Linked DNA regions of Zea mays: regions 1 and 2 are each linked to region 3. Evidence: chromatin contacts called from public Hi-C data. All regions are on one chromosome and are shown on one strand. Each heading gives the region's core, a stretch centred on a gene start, on an enhancer-like site or on the middle of the called end of the contact. The rest is flanking DNA. Distances are from core to core; before and after follow the strand shown.

Evidence for each region. A called contact is a pair of places that touch in the nucleus more often than the background predicts.
Region 1: a contact with region 3 is called in a Hi-C map of leaf, with 9 times the contacts expected there. The contact joins the promoter of LOC100283793 here to the enhancer-like site in region 3. A contact is called at or near these places in 9 of 25 Hi-C or Micro-C datasets (bundle sheath, ear, endosperm and 3 more).
Region 2: a Hi-C map of tassel shows a contact between it and region 3, with 5 times the contacts expected there. The contact joins two enhancer-like sites. A contact is called at or near these places in 3 of 25 Hi-C or Micro-C datasets (bundle sheath, leaf and tassel).

The regions. Positions count from the first base shown.
Region 1 is chr5:89,434,233-89,438,335 of Zm-B73-REFERENCE-NAM-5.0, forward strand. It overlaps LOC100283793 (fiber protein Fb15), which reads left to right and starts at 2,282. Exons shown (of 2, transcript NM_001156692.1): 1 at 2,282-2,748. The coding sequence starts at 2,438. The coding sequence ends at 2,713. LOC100383870 (Putative clathrin assembly protein) reads right to left here and starts at 2,010. Exons shown (of 15, transcript NM_001176499.1): 1 at 1,835-2,010; 2 at 1,671-1,740; 3 at 1,453-1,550; 4 at 1,209-1,347; 5 at 983-1,110; 6 at 783-875; 7 at 628-678; 8 at 445-510; 9 at 290-355; 10 at 126-206; 11 at 1-34. The coding sequence starts at 1,915.
Region 2 is chr5:90,096,588-90,100,684 of Zm-B73-REFERENCE-NAM-5.0, forward strand. No RefSeq gene overlaps it. Among protein-coding and RNA genes, the nearest start is that of LOC100278031, 130 kb to the left of the region's middle. Within about 2 kb of position 2,379, at least 15 of the 20 cell types and tissues checked have an H3K27ac peak or open chromatin away from gene starts, as enhancers often do. A contact at or near this core is called in bundle sheath, leaf and tassel, where this site is marked.
Region 3 is chr5:89,809,646-89,813,540 of Zm-B73-REFERENCE-NAM-5.0, forward strand. It overlaps LOC100383536 (putative STRUBBELIG family receptor protein kinase), which reads right to left. Exons shown (of 17, transcript NM_001176184.2): 17 at 2,719-3,485. The coding sequence ends at 3,399. Among protein-coding and RNA genes, the nearest start is that of LOC100383536, 22 kb to the right of the region's middle. Within about 2 kb of position 2,061, at least 16 of the 20 cell types and tissues checked have an H3K27ac peak or open chromatin away from gene starts, as enhancers often do. A contact at or near this core is called in bundle sheath, ear, endosperm and 3 more, where this site is marked.

The DNA of each region.
Region 1 (4,103 bases), core at 1,032-3,531, 380 kb before region 3:
ACTCTTCCATCGTTGCAAGAAACGATGCGGGTGGCTGCAGAACAGTCGTGATGACTGATGAGCACATACTCTAACAACTCTAAATCAAGACGGCAATATCAAGATGTAGAGATAAAGTAACTAACCTGCCTGAGAGTAGGAAACTGGAACGTCCTGGCAAGCTCAAGCTGTTTGCAGAAGTCATAGAACTCGGCAAGGTTCTCTGCCTGTGAATGGATTTGACAGACCAAAACTACTTTATTCTGAGAACTATTTGGTAAGATCGGCATGCCAAGAGAAATTTACATACCTGCAGGCCAGCTCGTTTGTAAATCGCCAGAGCGTTGATTGCGTCGTACTTCGGCATTTCGAAGAACTGGATCAGACCGGCCAGAGCAAGAAAATTATCATCACGATTCGGCGACAAAGAAAACCATGGTTCATGTGGTAGAATTGCTACTTTACCATATCGACGAGATTGATGATGCCATCGTTAATTGAGCAGTAGATCTTGAAGCTCTCCTTCAGAACCTAAAGATCGCAAGAGCTGGATAAGAGAGAGCTAGTAGAACACAAAATATCTTGCAAGCAAGATGGGGAATGATTGGCAAGAAATGAGATGTCTGCAGTTGCAGGCTTGCAGCTTACCAGGGCTAGTGCGTACTGAATAAGGTAATTTGAGCAGGCAGCGCCTTCAGGCTGGAATTGACAAAGAAGGGGGTAACTAGTGCAACAGGCATTCAACAAGCAAGCTTAAACAACTTATTAAGAAAGCCTAGCAGGAGAGGTTTGGCGTGTCAGACCTGGACGCCGACAACCCTGAAAAGCAGCTGCTGCAGTGCAGGCAACTGCTCCAAGAGTTCCGGGCTAGGCAGGGTCCTGGTTTTACTATGTACCTGTTTTTTTTTTCAGGATGACGGAACATGTACACAGCCATAAGACGAAAAGTCTCTACACCATCAAAGTGCCGTGCATCAAATTTCAGAAGACAGAAAAAGAGGACCTTGCTGGAAGTCTGGGGATATCTGACGAGACGCTCGGTTTCGATGTCGTATCTGAGAACCCTGAGGCACTCGAGCCGTTCCTCCAGGAAGCATCCATAGGCGCGAATCCATGCGGAGCAATCCCAAGCTGACAAGTCAAGGATGGATGGATTGGTTCATCATTCGGCAGGGCAACGGAAATTACAGAGACTCCCAGCCAGCAGGATGGTAGTACAAGAAACTCGCCTGACTGGCTCGAGTCGTCCTTGAAATTGGCTATGTGCAAGATGTTCCCTCTGGATGAGTAGGCCAGGAACTCTTCCTTGAACATGGGATCGCCCTCCCTCAGAAGCCTATGCACCACTATCAATGTCTTGAGCGCAACCTGTGACGCGAACGTTGGATATGCGTTAGTTAAAACCATGGGTTCGACACATGGCGCGGTCGAAGGAATCATCAGTAAAAAGTGGCAACGAGGAAGAACACGCACTATCCAGTTCTTTGTCTTGGACAATCTCCTTGACAATGCGTATATGCAGTACGAGAGGTCTGCGCGAGGGCGGTTTGCTGAGGTCGCCAAGAGTATTTCTGCGCCGCAAGACGAGAATCAGAATGCCACACAAATTGGGGGTGGGGTGGGGGGTGGGACAGGAAGGAAGATCCATCCAATGTAGAAGACGGAGGGGGGACAGGATGACTAGTACTCACTTCTGACGTGCCGTTCCTTGGGAGGGCATTCAACATGGTTGGTTGCCTTCACAATTGCAATATCCAATTCCTTTTTTTTCCCAGACAAACAGAGAGGGCATCAGACAGACAGTTGGTGAGAACTCGGAATCCACGGTAACCGGATCGCGATCGCCATGGCTCACCTTGAATTCGCTGTTGACCTTGGCGAGGCCGACCTTGGTGGAGTCCTTGAGGGCGCCGTAGGCCTTGCGCCACGACCCCATCAGGCCGTGATCACCCAACCCACGATGCGCCCTCTTCGTCCTCTCTCACCTCGCCTCCTCCCTCCCTCCTTCCAATCTCTAATGCCACCTCGCCGCCACCCCCTGCTGCTTCCCCCCATACCTGCACGCCTTCCCACCGCACACCTCTCTCGCTAATTTTAGCCTGCGGTTGGTGGCGGTGGTCCAGCAGAGGGAGAAAGAGAGGGAACGAGGGATGCCTTGCCGCCATTTGTATCTGCCCGAACCGGTATGCGTGGGATGTGGGAGGGAGGAGGACGAAGACAGACGCGCTCCGCCGTCTCTGCCTTGTGGGCCTTACGTGGGCCTCATGGCTTAAAATGCCATGCCCCAGCAACTACACGAGTCAACACAGGCCCGGCCCGGCCCGGCCCGGCCCAAGAACCCCCATCTCTCGATTCCTCCAACAAATTCCCCTTTCCCTTACTCCCCATCCCCACCCACCCACGCCGACGAGCAAACCCTAGCGAGCGAGAGAGCCCGGAGCCGAGAGACCAGCCAGCCATGGCGCTGCGTGCCCTGTACAACGAGATCCGGAGCATGAAGGTCCGCGACGTGCCGGCTTACCTGAAGCCGCGCTTGACCTGGGACAACGTCAAGAAGAGCGCCGACCAGGCCGTCGACCGCTACATCGAGAAGTACATCGACACGAGCTCGCCGGACCCTCTCTACCACGTCTGCATCGGAGGGATGATCTTCTCCTACTTCGTCAATCTGCCCTGGGAGCGCGCCCACCTCGCCCACCTCGAGGAGATGGAGAGGACCGGTGGGAAGCACTAGATCCGCTGCCCCGTCCCTCGCCGGCAGCGCGGGAGGTGAGTCCGCGGCTCCCTGTCTCTCCTTTCCCAATAGTATCCGATCTGGCCGTGGCTGGCGCACCGCGGATCGCTCCGATCCGATCCGACCAGCTTGCTCTCGACTAATTGCATCTGGATGGACGAGTTCAAGCCTTGCACATTCGGCACGCGATAGGCCTTAGTGCAGAGCATTGCTGGCTATAGATCGGTGTGTTTGTTGTGATTAATATTTGCCTACGGCCGCTAGTTTTACCGATGATTATTTGCTTGTGTTTGTGCAATGTAGTGCGCCTTTCCCTAGAAATTTTGAGCTATCCTTCGCACCCATTCTGCTCGCAAGGGGTGCAGGGATTCAGTTGACGATGAATGCAGGCAAATTTAAATCGGGTGTTCATGGATTGCAGTCTTTAAAAAATATTCATGTATTGCATCTAACTATTGGCTTGTGATCACATTTTTTTATTGATCGTACTGCTGTAGTTTTGTTTATCTATATTGTGTGTACCTGCTCAGGAAACTCAGATGTGTGACTGTCATATCACAGCGCAACAATGGATTCCTGCTTAACAGATCTGTCTCCTTAATTCACTTCGAATTTGTGCTACTCGTCTTGTTGAGTGTAAAAGTCTGAGTCAACATCTGGAGATATGTGAAATGGTTAGTTAGCAAATAGGTTTACTGCTTTGTTGAAGAAGCCTTATGAAAACTTACTATTTCCAGCAATTTGATTCCAGTTTTTTTGTTTGACTTCCAACAAATGTACCATTGACCTGTAGGGCTCTGTCTGTGGAAGTGAGAAAATATATCTGTTTCTAAGGCCCTGTTTGGAACCTTTAGAGCTAGCTGCTAAAATTAGTTGTAGATGTTCCAAACACCCTCAGCTAATACCCAGCTAATTGTTAGCTAACCCATAGCTAATAATTAGTTCATTAGCTGGTTCAACCCAGCTAATAATTTGTTAGCTAGCTAACAATTAGCTCTATGGGTTCCAAACAGGGCCTGAACCAAATAGCCAAATTGTGTTTGAACTCGAGCTTTGTGTCATAGGGTATAGAAGCTTGGTGTGGCCCGCTTTGTATAGGGGACCTAAACGCTGCCCATTACACAACAACAACAACAAAGCCTTTTTGTCCCAAACACGTAGGGGTAGGCTAGAGATGAAACCCCATATGAAAACCTCAGAGCTCAACCCCCAAAGAAGAGAAAAGGGAGACAAAGGCAAAGGAGAACCGAAAAACGACGAAACGGGGAAACACATAAAAAGAGATAAAACCCACAAGAACCAGCAAGATCTAAAGGGGCACAAGAGAAGGTCAAACGATTAAGGAGGAAAAGCGAAACTACAAATCAGGGTTCTGGCATGTGAATTGCAC
Region 2 (4,097 bases), core at 1,129-3,628, 290 kb after region 3:
CTTAGGCCTCTAATCTAATCGGCGTTCAGGTGCCTACCATGATCGCTAGGCCTAATCAAGTGTAGGATGTTTCGGATGTGTGGTGAGGCTTTAATTGTAGTGGGTCGAACCCGCCTGTCGTGGATGGAGCGGAGTTTCTAAGGCCATCGGCTCCCTACGCCACCAAGGCATGGATCCGGTGCGAGCCCGGGGAGAGTGATCGACCCTTTATAGCCGATATGACCTGGGGAGGAGGGGGCAAACATGGCTCGGACTAACGTTCGTACATGTTTTTGCATGCAGGGAACCTATTCGGAGCATGTCGACACCTTGCTGATCGAGTATAGGTCGTGTGTCATGCCAGACGAACCTTGAAGCCTAGCCATATGTTAGGATCTAGACCATTGACCGAGGAACCCGGGCCTACCAGCAGCCCCGGGAGCCTTCCGGCTTCTCGTGTCGCCTGTTGTCTCTCGCTGATTAGATTCGGGTGGCAACAGTATGACTTATGAACTTGTGATCATAGATTTCATGTTTTTTAAGTGCATGTATATCATTATTAAAACTATATTTTTTCTAATTTAATAGGGTGTTAATTTAGCTGCCACAACTGTTCGGGAATACCCGAATCCGAACCCGAAATTTTGGGTACCCGAATTTTCGGGTATTGTAAAACCCGTTGTAATTTCGAGTACCGATTCTTAGAATCCAAAATTTAAATTACCTAAATTACCCAGCCCAAATTTTTCGGGTAACCAGAACGCCCACCCCTAGCTAGCCTCATTGATGACTACTTGGGTTTGATGGCCTAGTGTTTAAAATTTTGTATACTAGATTGTTGCATTGCGTTACATATCATTTACGCATGAACAGATGAACATGTTTACATATATGTGCTTGTGGCATGTGGTAAACTGGTATGTGTAATTGTGTATGCGAGTTAAACTAGTGAACATGTGTATTGCGTACTTATGTTGAATGAACAGATGAGTGAACTATGTTAGTTTGTTGTTAAATTAATGTGGTCTGTAAAAATATGAGCAACATTACTCCTTTATCTAATGCACTATATAATCCACCAATTTAAACTATACAAAACTTAGGGTGTGTTTGGTTTGGCTTTTGGCTTTGGCTTTTGCCCCCTAAAAGCCAAAAGCCAACCAAAGGGCTGAATCCAGGAAGCAGCTTTTTCTAAAAGCCGACTTTCTCGTAGTGCAAAACTGAAAGCACCCCTAGACCTGCTTTTAGTGGCTTTTGGATGGAACTGTGAAAACATATATCGAAGAAATTTTAACGATTTTTAGTGGTTTCCACCAAACGATTTTTAGCTTTTTAACAGCACACAGCCTACAGCAGCTTTTTCCACAGCTCACAGCCCACAGCAACTTTTTCCACAGCCACAGCCCAACCAAACAGACCCTTAGCCAACTGACACCCACACCTATAGCATCCACTAAATCCACCAAAAAACACCAATCTTAACACACAATCAAGACCAACATTTCAGATCGTTGTATAAACCTCTCTCTTACCCACTCAAATCTAATAGACAATATTATTTAGATCAACCCTCCCCCTCCCCCTCCTCCTTCCCGGCGACCCCGCCGCCCCCAGCCTACCCCTTCTTCCCCTTTGACACCACCGCCCCTCCCCCTTCCTTCACTCGCGTTGTTGCCGTCATCGACTACTCCACTCTTCAGGATCGTAGTGTTAACACGACCTATATGCTAGTGATGTTAAATTGGTTTAGAGTTAACGAGCAACTGATTATGTTGGCATATATATGTATGTATATAGCTTTTCTATGACTCGTGAGCTAAATGAGCCAGCTTGATCTAGAAAACGAGCCAACCCGAGTCGGTTCTCTGGCTCGGTTCCTTAACGAGTTGAGCCAAGCCAAGCTAGCTCGATATCTAGCCTTATATGGATCCTATGTAAAGAATCAAGATCATGCAGCATCTCACGAACACAATATTTATAGAAATAAATAATCAAACCAAAATAAACTAGATGGAAAGGAAAACTAAAATCTAGAATAATTTTTTAAAAAAAACATGTACAACATATACATATGATATGTATTTCATGTAAGTAAAAAAACAAACAAACAAATTGAAAATAATTAATAAAAATAAATTATTAGAGTAATTTAATGAAATACATGAAACAGATAAAATAAAAAGAAAAGAGAAAATGAAAGGCAAAATAAATAGAAGAAAAAAACTTAAGAAATTAATTAAGTAGAGTAAAATAAAAAAATAAATGAAAGTAGTATAAAAATATAAAAAAAGAAATATACCATATAAACCAAAAAGTAAAGAAAGAGTACATAGATCACATGGGCCACTCGCCATCCCAGCTCAACAAGCCAACGCTCTTACAGCCCAGCACTCTTTCTTTACGGTCAAGAAACCGCGGCGGCAGCAGGCCAACAACATGGGCTTCGAAGCAGGTCTAAGCAAGATGCACAGAGCGACAACAGCGACTCGTGGTGCGAGTTGTAAGGGGCAAGGAAATTTCGGTGATCAGTGTGCACTGAACACCGAACCGAAATAATGGACATCGAAATAGTCGGTTTCTTAAGGGCTGTTTGGTTTGTTGATTCATCTTCCACAATTTACCACGTCTAATGTTAGCAAGTTAGGCATACGTTTGGTTTAGAGCTACAATTATGACAAGATTTTTTTTCTGCTATGTAGGTCTCATTCGTCAATAACTTGTAAAAGCGTGACAATATTACACTATACAAATAATGCTACTCCTATGACCAACTAATCAGACGTGTGATTTTTTTCAAAGACACAACAGTCCTAGTCCTCAGAAGGTTCATCAGAGAACGCACGCTTATTGTGATATCAATTAATGTCGTTCTGAGTAAGTGGAGGATTAGAATGATAATACATTTTGTTGCTTCTATAGCAAATATATAGCTGTTAAACATGTCCCCTTTTATTCGTCACTGTTATCATGCCAGGCTCTCTATCAACCTATATTGAGCGCTTATTTGATACTGAAATAAATTTGAGAGGATGAGAACAAAATATTCTATTGCTGACAGGGAATGTGGTTTGTCGCTGACCTATTTGGATTGGATCACAAGAAACGAGTTTGTGTTTAACAGTTTTCAACCAGAATTTTTTTTTGTTTTCATATATTATTCAGGGGACACGTACATGGACTCTAGTTATTGCTATATATACCGAGGAACTGAAGGATCATCCAGTACACTGTTTTCTTGACAGTCCACATGTCGTCTATGGAATCCACATGTCAACAGTACAACATTCTCTACATACATACGTATAAAAGAGCACTTTCTTCCTCACAGTCACAGAGGCAGTGTCGCTCCACTGCTGCCCTCCATGACCATCTCAGACCGACCGTCCTCATCCTTCCCCCAGCAGGCACTGCATGGCTGCATGAGCTGCCACGCTGCTCACCAGAGAGATCTCACGCCGCGAGTAGGTGCCCCCTACAGACAGTGCAGTGGTTAGGGGACAAATGCAAGGACACTTGAGGTCGACGAGCATGCTGATTGCTGCATGCAAGGAAAGCACCTTCACTTTGGCGGCTAGACCCTTCGTTTTTGCGCCATGATGGGCAGCCATTGTTGACTCCCACTGCACACTGATCAGCTCAAATCTCCTCAAGCGCAACCTACATGTCCTAACACTGCCATGCCATGCGTATAGCAACTTTTAAACAACACACACTTTCCATCTTCCACATGCCTCGCGAGAGACATATATATATGAGCCACTAGCAGCTTTAGTTTGAGGGTCAAATCCAGTTTCACAGTACTAGCAGCTGACACAGCGTCATAAATATATGACACTGTTAACTTTTTTTTGAATGGAGGAGGTAGTAAAAGGCAGCATCATGTCATTTTGTTAGTGCTATGAAGTGGAGAAGAGCATAATCAAAAGCGAGCTCGTAATTTTGTGGGCAACAAGTAAAAAAAGTGGTAGTAAAGATTAAAGGAAAAAAGAGCCGATATAAAAGAGAAAAAGGCATGGGAAAAGGGCCCCGGCCCAGCCCACAAAAGGGGGAACGCCTTTTACTTATTACGCAAGGCGTAAATGTTCCGCAATACTAGTGTGTTCGCATGCAACAGTGTA
Region 3 (3,895 bases), core at 811-3,310:
AACGAGCGGGTAATACATACTTTCTTGTGGTTTTTTACAAGATATGGAGACTCACAAGAGACACCTAGTCGTCTAGGAGCTAGAAGCTCCAAGAGTAATGAATCCACAAAGAACTCGATGTAGTACCAAAGCTCGAATCAAGAAGCGCAAGAAGGATTTAGAGATGAAGCACCAAAATCACAGCTCTTCAATCTCACTCAAAGATTTCTCTCCAAAGATTTGAAATGGGAGAGGCAAGAGGTGTGTGAGAGAGAGTGGGAGGTGTTTCTCAGATTGGGAATGAAGTTTTGTGCGTGCTCTTATATGGGGAAGAGTGTGGGAGGTGTATATAAAGGTGCCCCCAAAAGCTGGTGGCCGTTGGGGAAATCTGACTGAAAAACGGTTGAACCGGTTCTAAAACCGGTTGAACCAAATTCCATCAGGGGGTTTTCGGTTCACTGGCGAACTCAGCCGGAGACTGGACCGGACTCGAATTCGGTTGAGCCAGACCAAAATTCGGTTGAACCGGTTGCAAATCCCAGTTGAGCCGGGCCAAAGTTCGGTTGAACCGGGCCAAAATTCGGTTGAACCGTTTTCCAAAAATCTGCACACGACTTTTCCTGACAGGACTGACTGGCAGACTGGCAGTGACAGAGGGGAACAGTGCAGAAACTGGTTGAACCGGTTTTAATTCTGGTTGAATTGATTTTTGAAATTGTTGCACAGATTTTGAGAAAACTAAAGTGAAACAAGAGTAAAATGGAAGTTTTAGATCAAGGATTTTGAGCTTTAGTACCAACACCAACCTTCTTTATGGATCCCCATTGATAGTACGACGATTTCTATACTCAAGTTAAATAAAATATAATTAAGTAAACTCCTTGAGTCATTGGTGTCTCAAATGTGGTTTCTCCATGGTGTTGCTTCATAAGGATCACAAACATCTTTGTCTCACCTTTTGAAGCAAACACAAATCGAGCATGTGACTTGTGCCATTTCACCATATATGAGTTCAAATCATGGCTTCAAGTCACCTTACTGATGCATCAACATGTTGTAACTCTTTATAGCTAATTAGTTCATCGACTTAGTGCAAGTACTCTCTTCTTCACCTTAGTCATGGTACCTCGGTCTACAAGCCGTCGCCTGGCCTTCACCTTCGCTTAGTTCCTCGAAGCCCTTTCCTTGCTATCTTCACCCTATCAAGTCATTCTTGAGTCACATCCTATTGAGCATCCATTGAGAGAATCATTTCTTCAATATTGTGAACCTTGCTTGAATGTCATCTAGATATAACTGCTAAGATCAATCAAACTCTAGTTTGATTCTCATATATTCATATATGTACTAATAGTAATATGGTCAAGTCAATTCACGATTCCTCATATCTTATTCACTTTGGCTTAACCAATCCTCTTAATCACTTCAACCTCTATTATGATCATATTTATGCATAGTGATTTCTCGGGACTTGTCCATATATTCAAACCAATATATAGACCATATTATATCCATTTGCATTGTCTCACTGGTTATTTGACCTTGTGTTGAACCTTATTCACTGATCATTATACACTATTCAAGTATGTTCATCATACTGAATTTTCTGTTCAACACTTAGCAAACTTGTTAGACCTTTAAATGTGTTGTTATCCAAATCACCAAAACTCACAAAAGGGATGACTGCACTTTCAACAACGAATGTTTGCTTCATGTCAACAGTCCTTCGTTTTCCAAAGTTATGCAGGGTCAGGATCCCACCCACTATTTGGCAAACCAAGATGTGAGTAGCATCATGTGATTTACTGTAAATTCCGTGGCCTCTGATCAGAAAATGCATACGATCAGTTGATCACAACAATTGCGTTGGTCTCGAATGTTCTCACGACATTAGTCGCGGTTGCCACTTGGGTGGGTGTGAGTCCACTTGGTCGATGGGGAACTAATTGTTCAATGTATATATCGCGATTCGTTCCAGCACCAACAACAGGATGATGCGATGGGTGTGGACCAGCTTATCTAAATCAGGCGGGCCACGGGGCCACGTCAGGCAGGCATCCCGATGGAAATAGATGGACCACTAGAGGCAGATGCATAATGCATAGATAGTACTCCTGTTTTCCTGCCTGAGATTCAGTGGGGGTACAAGTACAAGGCAAAACTGTTCGGTGCATTGCACATCCAGTTGCGACCATCCTCATGGCATGGTAAACTGCTCCTCATGGCATGATAAACTGCTCTCTATAAACAGCTGCGGCTCGCAACTCCCCTAGTCCGTTAGATCACGATCTAACCATATGTCATATCTACATATCTACGGTTGGATCATAATCTTGCGGACTAGGATACTCGTTTGGTGCGCTTGCACCTTAGACCTGATTGCGCAGCAGTCGTTGACACTTACACATAGAGCATATATCACCAAATATTTCTCCAGCGAGATAGGAAGGAGGGCAAACTTTCTAGATTTTGTGATACAAAGCATTTGCCCTGCTTAAAGCCCAAAAGGCAAAAGATGATACTATCAGTTCAAGCATACAAAACTGTAAGCCAAAATATACTCCTGGGCAGTGGTAACTAGAATCGAGTTTTCTGTTACCAGTGTAACCTGGGGAAACGAAGAAGAAATAAGCTAAAAAAGTGTTCAACAGACAACAGCCAGAAATCCAGAACCTGACAGTGCATGCTACAAGACGCAACATGACAGATCAAGCTTGCAATCAACCACAGGGTGCCATCTATCAGTTAAGAACGGATCAATACAAAAGTTTATCTAATCCCCAATCAGCATAGTTGAACACTGTCATAACTTATTCTACATCTTGAAGAAACCACACGAAGAAAAGTCAGGAACCAAGCACACCACGCATACCTAGCAGAGGTGCTTTCGCTTCAAGGAGGAGAATCTTCATGTACAGGTCAGAAAAAGGTTGCTTTGCCTCTGCAAAGAATCAGCAAGCCAGTTCTTTTCCCAGGAGAAACATAGGTCTCAAGACAAGCTAAAAGCACCATATTTGACATAACTAGCTATAATGTAATAATAAAGTAATAAAAAATTGGAATTAGTTACAAGAGATACACTGCCTGCAGGTGAAATTATCATGTCTAGAGGAGCTCAGGAATATCTGCTAGCAACAATGAGAAGCCATATCTCACTGGTTGTGCCATACTACCACAGTACCACTACACCTTTCCAGAAGCAAATGGGGCTCCAAAATGGCATGTACACTAGCCGCAATATCGTCCAACATAAATACTGAGAGTGCCCCTGGCACTGCGCTGAGGATGTATGAATCTTCACTGGCCACACGACTGAGGCTAGATGTTTTACCTTTTTTTTAGATAAAGGAAACAAACGTTCTGGCGTCTCCACAAGTGCATACAGTCAAGCTAGATGTTTACTGTTCCCCCTTTATCTGTCACTCTGATACCGCACCACTAGCACCTACAATCCTAGCTAGGTCTTGGACGATTTGAGACATTGCTGGCCTGAATTCTGGTCCCGGCTGCATAATAAAAGTGTGAACCTTGAATGCATCTTGGTATTTTTAGAAAAGAGCGCTAACCAGAATGCAATATTGAATAGAAAAATAAAAACAAATACAAATACTTCATTCGATGATCTGAACATGACCGGATGTTTAAAAAGAACTACGAAACATATACATGCAATAGAATAACTTAGATGTCTGAAATCTTGGACTTCCAGCAGGGGAGGAGAGAAGCAGACACTCAACACGCTGGAAAGGCTGGAACTCAGGTGAGCAGACTATGCTTGTGTTGATAAGCTGTTGTAAACAAAGATCTATTTCTACAGGACATAGTTGGCAGCTAACTGAAACAAACAAAAGCTACTAATGCTGTATAATTAAAGTATTAACACAACACAAGGGTTATTATAACATGAAACATGTGA